Linked DNA regions of Drosophila melanogaster: all the other regions are linked to region 2. The links are chromatin contacts, called in public Hi-C and HiChIP or PLAC-seq maps. All regions are on one chromosome and are shown on one strand. Each heading gives the region's core, a stretch centred on a gene start, on an enhancer-like site or on the middle of the called end of the contact. The rest is flanking DNA. Distances are from core to core; before and after follow the strand shown. Region 1 holds the start of CG3638. Region 2 holds the start of CG3655. Region 3 holds the start of CG14629.

What was found. Hi-C and Micro-C count contacts between places; a contact is called where the count stands out from the background. HiChIP or PLAC-seq counts read pairs in DNA pulled down with a chosen protein or histone mark.
Region 1: a Hi-C map of the Kc167 cell line shows a contact between it and region 2, with 2.2 times the contacts expected there. The contact joins the promoter of CG3638 here to the promoter of CG3655 in region 2. A contact is called at or near these places in 4 of 107 Hi-C or Micro-C datasets (the Kc167 cell line, the OSC cell line, the S2 cell line and 1 more) and 2 of 6 datasets of contacts at active chromatin or transcription factors (both in the Kc167 cell line).
Region 3: a Psq HiChIP or PLAC-seq map of the Kc167 cell line shows a contact between it and region 2, with 6 times the contacts expected there. The contact joins the promoter of CG14629 here to the promoter of CG3655 in region 2. A contact is called at or near these places in 15 of 107 Hi-C or Micro-C datasets (the D17-c3 cell line, the Kc167 cell line, the OSC cell line and 9 more) and 2 of 6 datasets of contacts at active chromatin or transcription factors (both in the Kc167 cell line).

Annotation. Positions count from the first base shown.
Region 1 is chrX:1,233,313-1,238,058 of dm6, forward strand. CG3638 reads right to left here and starts at 3,372. Exons shown (of 11, transcript NM_166874.3): 1 at 3,133-3,372; 2 at 491-967. The coding sequence starts at 601. CG11403 reads right to left here. Exons shown (of 3, transcript NM_130542.4): 1 at 4,716-4,746; 2 at 4,454-4,651; 3 at 3,561-4,395. The coding sequence ends at 3,763.
Region 2 is chrX:1,132,510-1,137,056 of dm6, forward strand. CG3655 reads right to left here and starts at 2,387. Exons shown (of 5, transcript NM_001103392.2): 1 at 1,676-2,387.
Region 3 is chrX:1,049,445-1,053,634 of dm6, forward strand. CG14629 reads left to right here and starts at 2,081. Exons shown (of 1, transcript NM_130525.4): 1 at 2,081-3,187. The coding sequence starts at 2,096. The coding sequence ends at 3,055. All of the region lies in intron 1 of lncRNA:CR44779 (long non-coding RNA:CR44779), which reads left to right.

The DNA.
Region 1 (4,746 bases), core at 2,122-4,621, 100 kb after region 2:
GTCGGGGGTACAAACTATGGAATCTCATATGGGGTACTTGGCATTTGTTTACAACTACGAGCAGAGTAGCAGAGTGGGAATGCCTTTGGAGTGGCGCTTGTGTTTATCAATTAGGATCGAGTAGCCAGCTGCATTCCCAATAGCACTAATTTATTGCAGTGTAGGCACATATTAAATGAGTGGTTTTCCGACTTTGCCACATATGAATCATTTACCTACCCCGCCTCTTAACCCAAATGGCTTTCTACTTCTATGCCCAAAGTAACCGTTATGGGCAGTTTCCAACCGCTAAAGGAAAAGATACAATCCATATGCCCTAGTGGTCAAACGCAGAGTTACGTTCGGTCGAAAGGAAAGAGATCTCTGAATCGAATCGAGATCTTTGCCATTCGAACTGTGTGTCTGGATCGAAATGGTGTCAACAGAGTGGGAAATCGCGGCGGTAAGGAACTGTTCCTGAGCATTGGAAACGGACTGGACGGGTACTCACCTCGAGGTAAACATCACTGTCCGGATTAAAGGTGTCGTTAACCCGACGGAATGTGTAATTCACGTGCGGAATCGAGTGCAGGATTTTGACGAGAATGCTCGGCTGTTCCATTTTTGTTGCTATATGTTGATGTGCTTAGTTGTTGTTGTTGGTGCAGTTGCAGTTTCAGTTGTAGTGGTGCGGCTGCCTCGAAACACACACACACATATACACTCGCGTTGCCACAAAGGAATATAAATGTGCTCTCTCTTTAATTTGTTGCTGCTGCTGCTGCTGGCGAAGCTGTTGTCGTTCTTGTTGTTGTTGCTGCTGAGGGGGAGGGTTCTCTTGGTGGGAGTTTCTCTAAGTGTGGTATTGTGTCTGTCAGTGAGCGTGCGTGCGTGTGGGTGTGTGTATGTGTGTGCGTCTGCCAGCGAAGGACGTCGCTGCTTCTGACGTCACAGAACGCTGCCGCCGCTGAGAAAGAGAGAGCCGCTGCTGTAAGAGAGAACAAGGACCGTTAACAAGAGCGTTTGCGAGAGCGTGTGTGCGGGGGAGAGTCCTGCCGAAAAAACAGGAAAAAAAACAACAAAAACAGAAACAACAACGCATGCTCTCACTCCCTTTCTCTCTGTGTTTTAAGCGCGTCCTGCCCGTTGCTCTAAATTTTCACTTTCACTTTTCACCCAAACAAAATATATAAGAAAATTCGTCAAATCGAAAAAAATATGCACACACAGTAAACAGCGCTGCAATTTGCAGCCTTTGATTAAAAAAAATATATATGGTATACTACTAAGTAGTATGCTCCCAAGTCACGCGGCTTACATTCGGCACATTTGATTCAAGCCAATTGCATTCGCCAGATTTTTAGAATTTTTTGATTGGATTTTCACTGCAAGACACCGCGATCGGGGTTTTAGCTCGATTTAGTAGCCGTAAGTCGGGCGTTCAGGGCGTTTTTTCATTTACCGTTTCGTTTCAAGCCGCGACCCGTTTCGTTTCCGATTCGTTCCGATTCGCAACCTCCTCCTGCTTTTCTACTCCTTCCCCAACTTCTACCGTCTGAGGTGCTTAGGAAATATATCAGAACATCATCCTGATAAACGGGGCTTCCCCTGCCGCAATCCGGTTAGATGCAACGGATATATGTTTCCAGCCCGGCGATTGCGGAAACGAAACCTCTGCCTCTGTCGAGTTGAAAATTATTCGAGATTCGGATTCGATTCGGTCCTGCGATGACAACCGTCGCGCGGTTCAGAGTGCAATAACAAAAAGAGCACGATTCGCGGTTGCTTAAATAGACTTTTCTGACAGCGACAGAGCCGCCACGGAAGAGAGTAGCGGAGAGAGAGAGAGAGCGTAGGGAGAGCACAGTTGCGTCAACTCAGTTTTAACATGCAATGCATTAACTTTTGATAGGCGAGGGATTCGTTATATTCTAGCTAATATTCAGTTCAACATATCTAAGAGGAATTTGTGCAGCTCATGGTAAAATTATTAATATAATACTAGAATTTATATTTATATTTAATTTCGATTTTCAACTGTAATAGGCATGTCTTGCTCTCCTACAAATTGCCATCACTAACAAAGAAGGGACCTGCGCCGCTCATTCTGCTCAGAGAGAAAAGAGTGGCTTACGAACAAGGTGATGGCGACTTCTGGATACCCTGCACATAATGTAGAATGTATTTAGAAGAAACATGTCCACGGACAACTAACGGCTATCATGCGATGCAATTACTTTGCTCTGGAAGAAAGCAGAAATATATATATGATAAATCAGCAGTGGCTTTCGTATGCATACGCCGTTGCATTGGATGGAAGGGTATTCTCTACTCTGGATAATGGGGAATGAAAAGAACACGATAAAGAGGAGGCGCAAATGGACAGTTGTAGAATAGATACGGAGTCCGAGAAGTAAACAAGCTGAAGGAAAAGCTATCGATAACGATATCGCACTCACTTGCACCCAACTCCAAAATCAACTTCCAAAGTGCAACTGCAAGCTGGTTTTCGACTCGAAGCTCTTTCTGCTGATTTTTCAGTTTTAAATGTGTGCCAGTTGCCTTCCTCTTTTGTGTTTTTTTTTCATTCTCTGCTTCCATCAAAGTCAAGCAAAACGAGTTTGCCAGTGGAGTGGAGACAAACACAATGGCGACAGCAACTAACAAGAATAACCACTAAATGGTGGGTCACCGGGGGGGTGGAGCATTAGATATTCAGCTCTATGATGCGCTATTAAAATTACATTTAGCAACAACCTGTATTGCTAGTGAATGCGTGTCTGAATAAACGGGAGCTTAGCTCTAGAATCTAGCCAATCTTGACTGCTTCTTCTGTTAGAATGGCTTTAATTTATATAATTTCAACCGCACACTGGCAGATTCACTGGGTACGTTGCCCCTTTTATTGGACATTTGTTCAATAGCGCCGACTTGCTTCTCGGTCGCTTTTTTGTAGCATTAATGATAAAAGACAAACAAGCATACTCGCTTATCAATGCGTGGGGGTGGGGGTGGTTGTGTGTGGGTTAAAAAATCGAGTGGCTGTAAAAGGAGTACCAAACTCAAACTTGCTTCGCCGCAAGACTTTTTATTTAAAACAAAAAATAGGTAAACAACATAACGGCATACAGAGAAAACACACACTGCACTCACACACACACACGAAGAACGAGTGCTTCGAAGGTTTTCGTTTTCGATGCCTTGCACGACGCCGTCAATTCGCTTTGAAGCCCTCGCACAGCTCGAATCTTTAGTCCCCGATCCACCGCACAAATCGGTTCGGCTTTACATGTTCATTCGCACAAGAACTTCTGGGCCTAAAACACGAGAACAACGAAAACACGGGGAAAAAACGCAGTTCTGCTAGAGCTGGAAATAAAATCGATGCCTATCGAATACTATCGATGATGGCAGAGAGGTGGCAAAAATCGAATACTTGTCCATGTACACCTGCAGCCCTGATTCGTTTCTCGGCAAAGTGCTTAGCCGCTGCTCGAACCAAAAAATGCACTATGCAAAATTTTGAGCACCAATAATTATTTTCTCAACAGATGGCTCTACTGTTCCTCTTCGAAATAATTAAAATTGCTATGCACTTTATTTAACCATTTACAATGGCCTACAAATGCTATTTTTATAAGAAAAAATAAAGACTTCAATATACTATACTATAGCTAAGAATTAAAGCTAAAATACAATTACAATCTAGTATATTGATACTATAGCTAAGAATTAAAGCTAAAATACAATTAAGATCTTTATGGAAGAAGGTGTACCCAAGGCTCATCTGCCCTTGAAGAACCTAGCCGTGCGTCCTTGCACGGCTCCAAAGCCTCCATTCGCGGCGTTCGCCTCCACGATGTGGCGGGAAATCCACTTCGGCAGTTTGCCGCGTATCTTCGGATCCGCAAAACGCTTATCCAGCAGATATACGCAGGCATAGTCCTTGATGTGGCGCACTGCCCGTCCTATGCACTGGTTGACAGCCTTTACGCAGAGATTCTCGTAGTATTCGTTGCCTGCGCCCGGTCCCAGTTTCTCGTCCAGGTGCTGCATTCGCTGGCGCAGCTCCGGCGACAGGCTGTTGGAATACGGCAGGCCCACTACGAGCACTGCTCTGCCCAGATCGTCAGCGAAGTTCAGGCCTTCGGAGAGCTTTCCTCCCACGACACTCAGGAGGAGGGCTCCATACGAAGCAGGTCTCTTAATGGCCAGCGCATAGTTGTCCAGGAGCTGCTCGGCCGATCCGGAGACCTCACGAAACACGCTTTTCCTGCCGCTAATCGTCTCGAGGGTGCCGGACTGCTCCAGGTACTTGTAGACCTTGTCTAAATACTCGTAGGACGGCAGGAAGCAAACTACTCCGCCCGGCACCACTTGGCACAGATTCCGAAGAATCATTGAGAGCTCCCGGAGCTGCAGTGGAGCCATCAATAAGGGAGCAAATATGGAAGACATATCAAAAGGGACTCACCATTTCTGCACTGCCTCTATGAGCAAACTTAAAAGACAGCGGAGCACCGCTGGGGCCATTGGATATCACAAAGGGCAAGATCGCGTCATTCGCCACCACGTGGTTGTAGAAACGCTCGACCAAACGATCATGGCAACCGGTAAATAGCTGCTCCTTCAGCTCCTTAGTGGGCTGCATGGTTCCGCCAGCGATCACAATCTATCGAGCATTGCACTGTGATTAAAAGGTGCATACATATATAGCATGGATTTGCGTAGCTTACCGCTCTGGCTTCTGCAACGATGTCGGCGAAT
Region 2 (4,547 bases), core at 1,137-3,636:
ATATTGTTCAAAACGAGAAAAAAACCCATTGGATGAAAGAGCGGGAAGGAGGAAAATGTTTATGGAGGTGGGATGGATATCATCAACCTGAGAGGTGTCCAACCAGAGTTCTAATCAAAATATCGAACGCTGGTTGCGAAATGCGAAAATGGGAAAAAACTGAAGTCGATGAAGATGGCATAGTGAAAGGACGCCCAAAAGCAAAACGAAACGAAACAAAGCAGAGCTGAGCCACAAAAAAAAGTAGCAACTAAATTTGTGGAACCGTTATTATCATGTCGTGTTCGCCCCATCTCCCTCTCCACCTCTTGCTATCTCTCTTGCACTGTATCTGCCTCTGTCTTTTGACCAGGTCGATTATGAAAGATTCATTTTGCATTAGTGATTGTGCTTTTTGGTGCGGTGTTTAGCTATTTGTTTGTATTAAAAACCATCGTTTTACCATTTTGTAGCTTTTACACATTTTTTCTTTTTTGGTCTTTCCTGTTCGGCGATTCGATTCGTTTGCATTAATCCAATTTGTTGTTGCTGCCGGCGAGTTGTTGTTATTCAGTGAGTGAGAAGGTGTTTATGTGTGTGCCTAAGTGCGGGTGCTAATTCAATTAACGGCATTAAACGAGGCAGCTCACTAATATCGATATTTCAGCATAATTGTCTATCGAACTAATTTTATTGAATCGAGTAAAACTCGTGACAAATACATTTTACTTTTAATACACCAAATAAAAGAATTTGTCTATTGATTAAAGAGCAAAAATATTCCTTATTAATCGTCTGCGACCTACGAGGAACTTTCGTGGGAGTAAGCCAAAATATAGTTAAATACGAAATAAACAAGCTTGAGGAGGTATTTACATATTTCCCCAAAAAATTAGTGTCTCGTGTTAAGTGCTCATGTTCCCCCGGCAAGCGGAAAGAATAAAATATAATAAAATAGTAGTTGGTACAGTCTTAAATAAAGAAAAATAAAACCGAGCAGAATCGAGAGCGAAAGGCAGCTTTCCTGCCGTTGCTCGACCGAGCAAAGTGCAATGCCAACCGCATTTTTATTTATTTTTCATGGCGCCCAGCATATTTACATACATACCTAGAAAGATATGCGCATGGCCCCCGTTCATTTTCCTCCTTCTCCGCCTCGTTCATCGTTCTTTTCTTTATAGCTCATTATGTCAGTCTGAATGGTCGGTCACCAACTATTGGAAATGACTTTTTGCGCCCCTTCCCAAACGCTTTTTCCTCAAATCGCCAACAAATGGATCAGTGGAGCACCATGGGAAAAGTAGAAAACTGAACTGAGGATGACAATTAACTATTTCTATGTTCTGCAACTTTCGATTTTACTTTTGAAAAGGAAAGAACGGACAAGAGAGAGAGCAAGTGTGAAATGCGATCAGAAGTGGAATTAGTAGAGGCGTGCAAGGCCCGTGTACTACATTTCTAGCCCTCCTCTTTCTTGGGTGTAATTTCAAATGAATTAATAACAATTTTACAAGGAATCGATACGATTCTCTTTCGCATTTCCTTTTTTACACTGTGTGCAATAACAAAAGGGTTCCTTTCTCTCGTAAAACATAAAAAGCATTCAACAATTGGAAAACGGCTGCGCCTGCGCCATCTCGCTCGCACCCACGCAAACGGAAGGCCAAAGAGAGAACATTTCACTTATTTGACTTACCTCCTCCTTCTCCTTTGACCACTTTCCAGAGAGCCAGAGAACAGCTGCCTGGTCGATCCTCCTCTCTTCTGGTGCGTGTGCGCAACAACAAGAAGATATGGAATACTGGAAGCCTGTGCTGCTGCTTCTTCCTTTTCTTCTCTTTTGATGCTGCTCTTTAGTTGTTGTTTCTGCTGGGAATCCGGTTTTTTTTTCAATTTCTTTCAACTTGCTATTTATTATTTCTTCTTTCTTATTCGCCTCTCCTCTCTTTCTCTAGTTGTTGTATTTTCCAAAATTCAAACAGCACACATCCATCCACTCGAAAAAAATGTATTGACTTCGGTATTACAACAAAAAGCGGCACTTAAATTATTCCCTTCTGGGTTTCTTCTCGTATCAAACGATTGATCGTCGAGATAAAAAATGATTATAAACATTCACCAACACACGAGCGCGCTCGAAAGAGAGAGCGATAATAAGCACGTGAAAACGGAGCCTCCTTTTGCTAGCTTCTATCCTTCTATCCTCTTTGTCCTTGGGGCGAGCCACTAGTTTCAAAACTCCTGCATTTTCGCGGTCATCAAATATTCCGGCGGGTACAATCACCACAAATCGAGAATCAAATACTGGCAAATGGTCAGCACAATCGCAAGTCCCGAATCGTAAATCGCAAATTTCAGCCACGGAGCGACGCACAACCGCGCGCATTAAAAAATTTTGTCGACTGAAGCCAGACGTGTTTTTCGTTGTGACGGCACCGGTTTTCTGCCGCTGCAGTCGAACATCGAACGCGTTCGAACTTGGCAACATGTTCGAAGTCGTGTGTTTGCCGACTTTTGCTGGGCAAGCAACCCGATGGTGTTGTCCAATCGAACACCTTGGCGCTAGGAAATAATCATATCGAGAGAAAAATCGAGTTTATACTTTGTCTATATATTTTTGTAACAAAAGAGATTTTGCTGCCAGATGAACCGCTTTGTATAAAATAAGCAGCCATATCATCTGTAATCCGTATCATCTGTAGTTTGCAGAGCAACCAGTGTTATGACAGCTTGAAAAGCGACAGATAGCCAGGAGTTCGATAGCCGTCGTGCCATCACTCTGCTCCAAGCGCCTTGTTGTTGCTCGTCGCAACGGCAGACGCGTGCGCAGGCGTAGCGGCCGGTTTCAAGCGCAACAGTTTGGTTAGTGCGGAGTGGTCGGGAGTCGCGAGGCGACGAACATGTTCGCTGCTCTGGGAATCTATGTATGTTAAGTTAACATTTGATTTTGGCCACAGCTATTAATTATTGGCCAAGGCACAATGCAACAAATCGAAAACAAATAGTTCGATATATGAACATGCCTATAATGGATATGACTTCAGAATGGGGGTGCGAGCGGGATGGCGCTAGCTTCGAGTGCGTAGCGAGAATTTTAATTAGTTTGATCATTTTTTTTTTTAAGCAAAAGTATTTTTCATTTGATGTTCATTCTCGATCCAAGTGAACGCAATGATTAAATTACACCGTAATCACCAAACCGATGCGTCAATATACACGATATATAGTGTTTCTACAACTTTGAGGGTATATAATATGCGGATTGAATATTCTCTCCTTCTCTTCGCCTTTTGCACTTGACTTTGAAACACTACGCGTACTGGTTTCCATAAATGTTGTGTAATTAAGCGCGCATTGCATCCCAATTGGCTGTTAAATTTGAATGCGGCTGAAACGAGACTACAACACTGTTCGCCGACCTTCGAGGGGAGGCCCCAGCACCAACTGCTGCCCCCCAAGGTCAAGGTCAACCTGGCCAACCGCCAATAGCTTCGTTTTGCGTATGGAGTTCTTTGTTGCGTTTTTGTTTGACCTGCTCTTCACTTGAGCAGCCTCAAGTGTGTAAAGCAAAAGTGCGCAATGTCGAGCATCAACGTTTTGGAAGCAAGTTTCGATATATGCTTGAACGTATGTACATATGTACCATCTATACTCTATATTTGCCAATCGCTTGTTAGCCACTAAATGTTTTGCTCGCCAACTTTCGTTTCACTTTAATTCACTTTCCCGATCAGTCATCAGATCCAAAGAACATATTTCAACATATTAATGTTGATTTCCCTCTCGCATGTCCCACGTTAAGTGGAGCCCAAAATGTCAATAATATTTGCCAGTTAGTCACTGGATGAGCGCCAAAGCCTCAGGCAAGTGAGCCCTACACAGCCTGGGTCCTTTGCTTTTGGCCAGGTGAAAATTTAGAAAGATCATTATGCCGGCAATTACCTTTATGAGGATGTCGCTTTTTCGCTCTCGCTCTCGCTCTCGCTCTCGCTTTCCTATTAATCCTTATCTGCACTTTGCAAGCCCTTCATTGACAGTTATAATTACTTTAATGATGATTTCAGCTTCAGTTGACTTGCGGTGGAAAATGAGGGGAAACGTGGGCAAAATCGCGTGGAAATTCGAGGGGCGAAATGGGAATGGGTGCTGCAGTGTCTTTGTTTGTGAGCGCTTAAAATGCAATTATGCATTTCGGATCGAAAAGTGGCAGCAGGACTTTCGTTGGCTGGCTGAAAAATAAATTAAATTGCAATGCGCTGGCAAATCGAATTAAACAGTGTAAAAAGAACAACAAGTGCCACGCAAACATGCAAAACAAAAACAAAAGCAAAAATGCGGAAAACAAAAGGACATTGCTGGAACACCAAGCTTTTCCCCGGTGGCAGAGCCATCCAATTGAATATATTAATGCAAATTAACCCATTAATGTCTGCCAATTTCAGGCAGCAAAGGGGACTTAATCTGAAAAGAGCTGGAAGAAGCAAACTGACCATTATCCCAAGGGAACTCGGGGCTGAGAAAATTAAAGCTGTTCCGCACATCGCATGTAGTTGTATTTTATTTCGGGC
Region 3 (4,190 bases), core at 831-3,330, 83 kb before region 2:
TTCAGCTTGTACATTCGCATTGATTACGAATTGAGTCATTAGTCGTTGTTCAGACGTCAGTCAGAGCGAAAGAATTTAAATTAAATTAAGCACATTTCTGCATGATTTTGACGTCATTGCATTGCAAAAGAAACCTTCGAATGCTTAGGCTCCTGCTGCCAGCAACAAATATCTGTATTACCATCCTCAAGCTAATTATCATTGGCCATCGCATCGCACACACATGAGCGAACGACAAAGCGGAAACGGAAGCGATGGCAAAGCAATTGGCAAATGGCATCCGCCTGCTCCTTGCCCCTCCGTTTGACCCATCCCCCTATTGGCAGTTGCAATTAGGCGGTCGCCAAACATCCGCTGCATCCTGCCACCCACTTGTGCAGCCCCATCTATGCATCTATAACTGGCGACCGACGGACGGAAAATGCCACAAGTGTGCCTCCGAATGGCCTGATTTCATGTGTCATTTATTTAAAATGAAGGGATTTTTTCCCTTCATTAGTTTTGCGGAGAATTTAATTCCCCAAATTGATTCACTGGCAATGACAACAATTCCGTCCATCGGACTTCATAAAATGTAGGCCCAAATGTTTAATTAGTACGAAATTGATAGATTAATTATCCCGAATCAGCAGAGGAATATCCGTCTGCACGTTGGCAGCATTTGTTGCTACCTTGGACAAATGCAGAAATGCTAGCACATTGCAGCCAACTAATTGTGCGACGCCCCTTGCCGCCCACTGCCTGCCGCCGACTAAGTGCTGCCCCTGGCCACGCCCACAAGCGAAACAGTGAGCAGCAATTAATTGTGCTCATTTTTTAGGAATCCCTGCCACGCGCTTCATTTCAATTTGCACTGAATTCCCCCGTTTTTTGCCGCTTTGGCTTTAGCTCCGCTAGCTGCAATTTTCGGTATAATTTTTAACCGAAAATTCGCTGTGCCAGGCACCCTATGCTCGCCTCGCCAAGCCACGCCCCTCCCGCCAGCCGCCCCTTTCCGATGTTGTTTATTGCGCTTGCAACTTCCGCAACAAACGAAGATAAATTGTTACTTTCTTGCTCGCTGCTCCCGTTTTTAGTTGCTGTCGGTGTTCTTTGGATGGTCGTGCTGCTGCAAGTGTTGTTATATTTCTACCCCGCATAGTGGGTGGCATGGTGGCTGCAGAGGAAGACTTTTGAATGAAGCTTGATCCGTGTAGAAAATGTATTAATGAGCATTTTCGAGTGATTTTAGTAGCAATAGATAGCCAAGATATTCGCTAGCAGCTGCTAAATGTTAAGATTCTATATATATAATCATCTAATTAGGCTTACTGAACATGATTCAACGATAATCCCATGCGATCAAGATAAGAAAGACGATACGGCTTATCGCGCACCAACGACTTTTAAATTGCTATCAGCTCGAATGCCTCGATTACTTACTCGATCTCACGCTCTTTCGAAGCGGGAAAGTCTTAATGTATAGTGCCCGAAATTAATCCCTTGATAACAGCGAAACCAATTACGATTTGCCTTAGTTTCAACTTATTATCAATGGCCCTATTTGAACTGCAGACAGGTTTATCATCTTAGGGGCGCACATCAAACGTAATCAATAAAATCGAGCTATAATCGCAACTTAAGCCGTTTTGGGCCAGACAGCGCCGAGACTTTTATTGGGTGATTGGTCCATTGCAACTTAACTGTGTTTGGTCCATTGCAACTTAAGTGTGTAATGTTACACATTGGACTAAATCAAAAGAACTTTATTTCGTTCGTTTGGGTAGCACCCTACTAAAATGTGTGCTTGCTGTGATGCTCTAGTTTGTGTATAGTTCCGATACCGATACAGATTTCACATTCTCAGTTTCCTGCCACATTGGTTTTTCATACGGACGGCATACTCGTACTGTGTCGATGGTTATGAGTAAACACCCGACTGATTACCGATACACGAATAAGGCGGGCGATTGGCTTTGTGGGGCGCCCTAATCTCAGACATTGACCCCTCCGTCGCCCCAGCGGCGCAGCACACTACACCACCCCACATCGTGGAGATAAGAAACCGCGGCTGCGAGCTCCGACTCTCAGCACTTTGCAGCCAGTTAGTGCGAGAATGTCGAGCTGGTCGCTTTGTCCGCTTTTACTGGCCTTCGCGGTTCACGCCGTGCTTGGATCTGTGGATTTGGCTGGTTCCCTGGATCCGTCGCTGCTGGAGAACGTGGATGTGGACCAGCTAAGGTCAAACTATCTGCCCCAAGGCCTGCAAAACACCAATGTGACCTTGGCCGACTTCCAAAAGTGGCTGCAGTCGAAGTGCGAGAAGGCCAATGACCATTTGCCGAAAGGATCTGTTAACGCCTCTGCCCTGAGCAAGTCCATCGAGGATGCGGGCATTCACCTCGCAGAATGCCTCTCCGGATTGGCCAATATGACGGAGATCCAGGCGGAGATCGAGGAGGCGAGTCCCAAGGGCGACCTGGACGTGGTCTTCGAGAAGTATTGCCTCCGATTGCCGCAGGCCAAGACCTGTCTGAAGAACTTCAACGACGCGATCCTGCCCTGCCTGACCACCGATGAGAAGACCCACAACGCGGTGCTGCAGAGGATTGCGGACAAGCTGCTGGAGTTCATATGCTACAAGAACGGAGACCAGATTGCGCTCTTTATCGCCGAAGAGGGCCCGGAGTGCCTGCAGCAGAGTCGCGAAGGCATCGCCAATTGCCTGAACTCTTCCTTCGCCGGATATCTGCCCAAGTCGATTAGCCCGGAGTGGGATCTGCCCCAGCTGGTCTTGGGTCCGAAGCAGTGCGTCGACCTCTACGCATTCGAGACGTGCACCGTCAGTCTGCTGGAGAAGTGCGATACGATCACTCCCAGCAATATCGTGGAGTCCATGTTTCGATACGTGAGGAAGGAGTCCTCCTGCCAGCCCCACATCGACAGGGTCAAGCTGCAGCACCGCAGAGCCCTGCCCTTGACCAGTGGATCCCAGTCCGGCTCATCCGTATCCCTTCATCTCACCTGGACCTCTGCGAGCCTGCTAATGGCCACTTTCCTCGCCCGACTGGCCTAACATTCCCCGCTCTCTCTCTCTCTTTTTTTTTTGGTTGATATTTTATAATTATGTTTAATAAACTTTGCAAAGTCGGGAACGGAGTCTGTGCACCGGACGGACGGACGGACTGCTGCCCGGCGTAAGCCGCTTAACGGATTCCCTTTTCAACTCCGGGCATCTGGAAAGGCAGGCGGCTGTGGAATGAGGGTTAAGGAAGCGGGGCCCAAAGTGTTAAGCTGCATAAACACAAGCCTGAAATATGAACGGCAACTGGGGTCATCCCAGGTCCACTGTCAATAATTTGATTGACTTTAGTAGCAGAATTTGAATTTGAATTTGAATTTACGGCCAGGCAACGTCATAATAAGAACCTTTAAAGCCGTGTCACTGATCGTTATCATCACATTTTCGCACACATTCCAAATTCCATATTCAGCGTCTGGCAGGCATTCATTTCTCTCAGTGCAGTCGCACCATATTGCGCTTATCGGACGGCAGCAGCTACAGAAGCTATAGCTGTAGCAACCGAAACAGTGGAATATACTTGTAGAGAGCAACACAATCCGAATCCGAATCCGGAGCAGAAGCTAAAGCTGCGCTGGTTGAAGAAGGGTCACTCGAACGCGTCTCTTATCGCCAGAGACAAAGACAAAGACAAAGGGATTGCTGGCTGGATGGCCGGAGGGGAAGGGAAGATATTGGGAGAAAGTAGGAGAAATGGGGCTTAGCTGGCAATGGCTGGCTGGACTCAGTTTCGAGCGTGGCAGCGCGATAAGCAAATTGATTTGCGACGAATTCCGTCTTATTTCATAAGTTTCTTCACTTGCTGCAGCCTTTGGAAACCCTGGTCATCATCGGATGCCATGAAAACCAATACAAAACCTACATACTTAGCTTTTTGATTGAGCAGCTTGAGTTTCTCAACTGAGCAAAATCTTATTGCTTCTTCAATTGTAGATAAAGATAAACGTTGACCTCAAGATGGGTGACAAAATAATGAATCCGTCCAGCAAGTTGCTGAGTTTCGGAGGAAAATTAAGTTTACTTAGCTGCATGCATACCCTGCCATCCGTGAATGGGGCATTTCTCTGCTATTGCGATTTCCGGCAGTCTTAGTCGGACAGCAAAAAGTGAAACCGTAACTGTCATCATT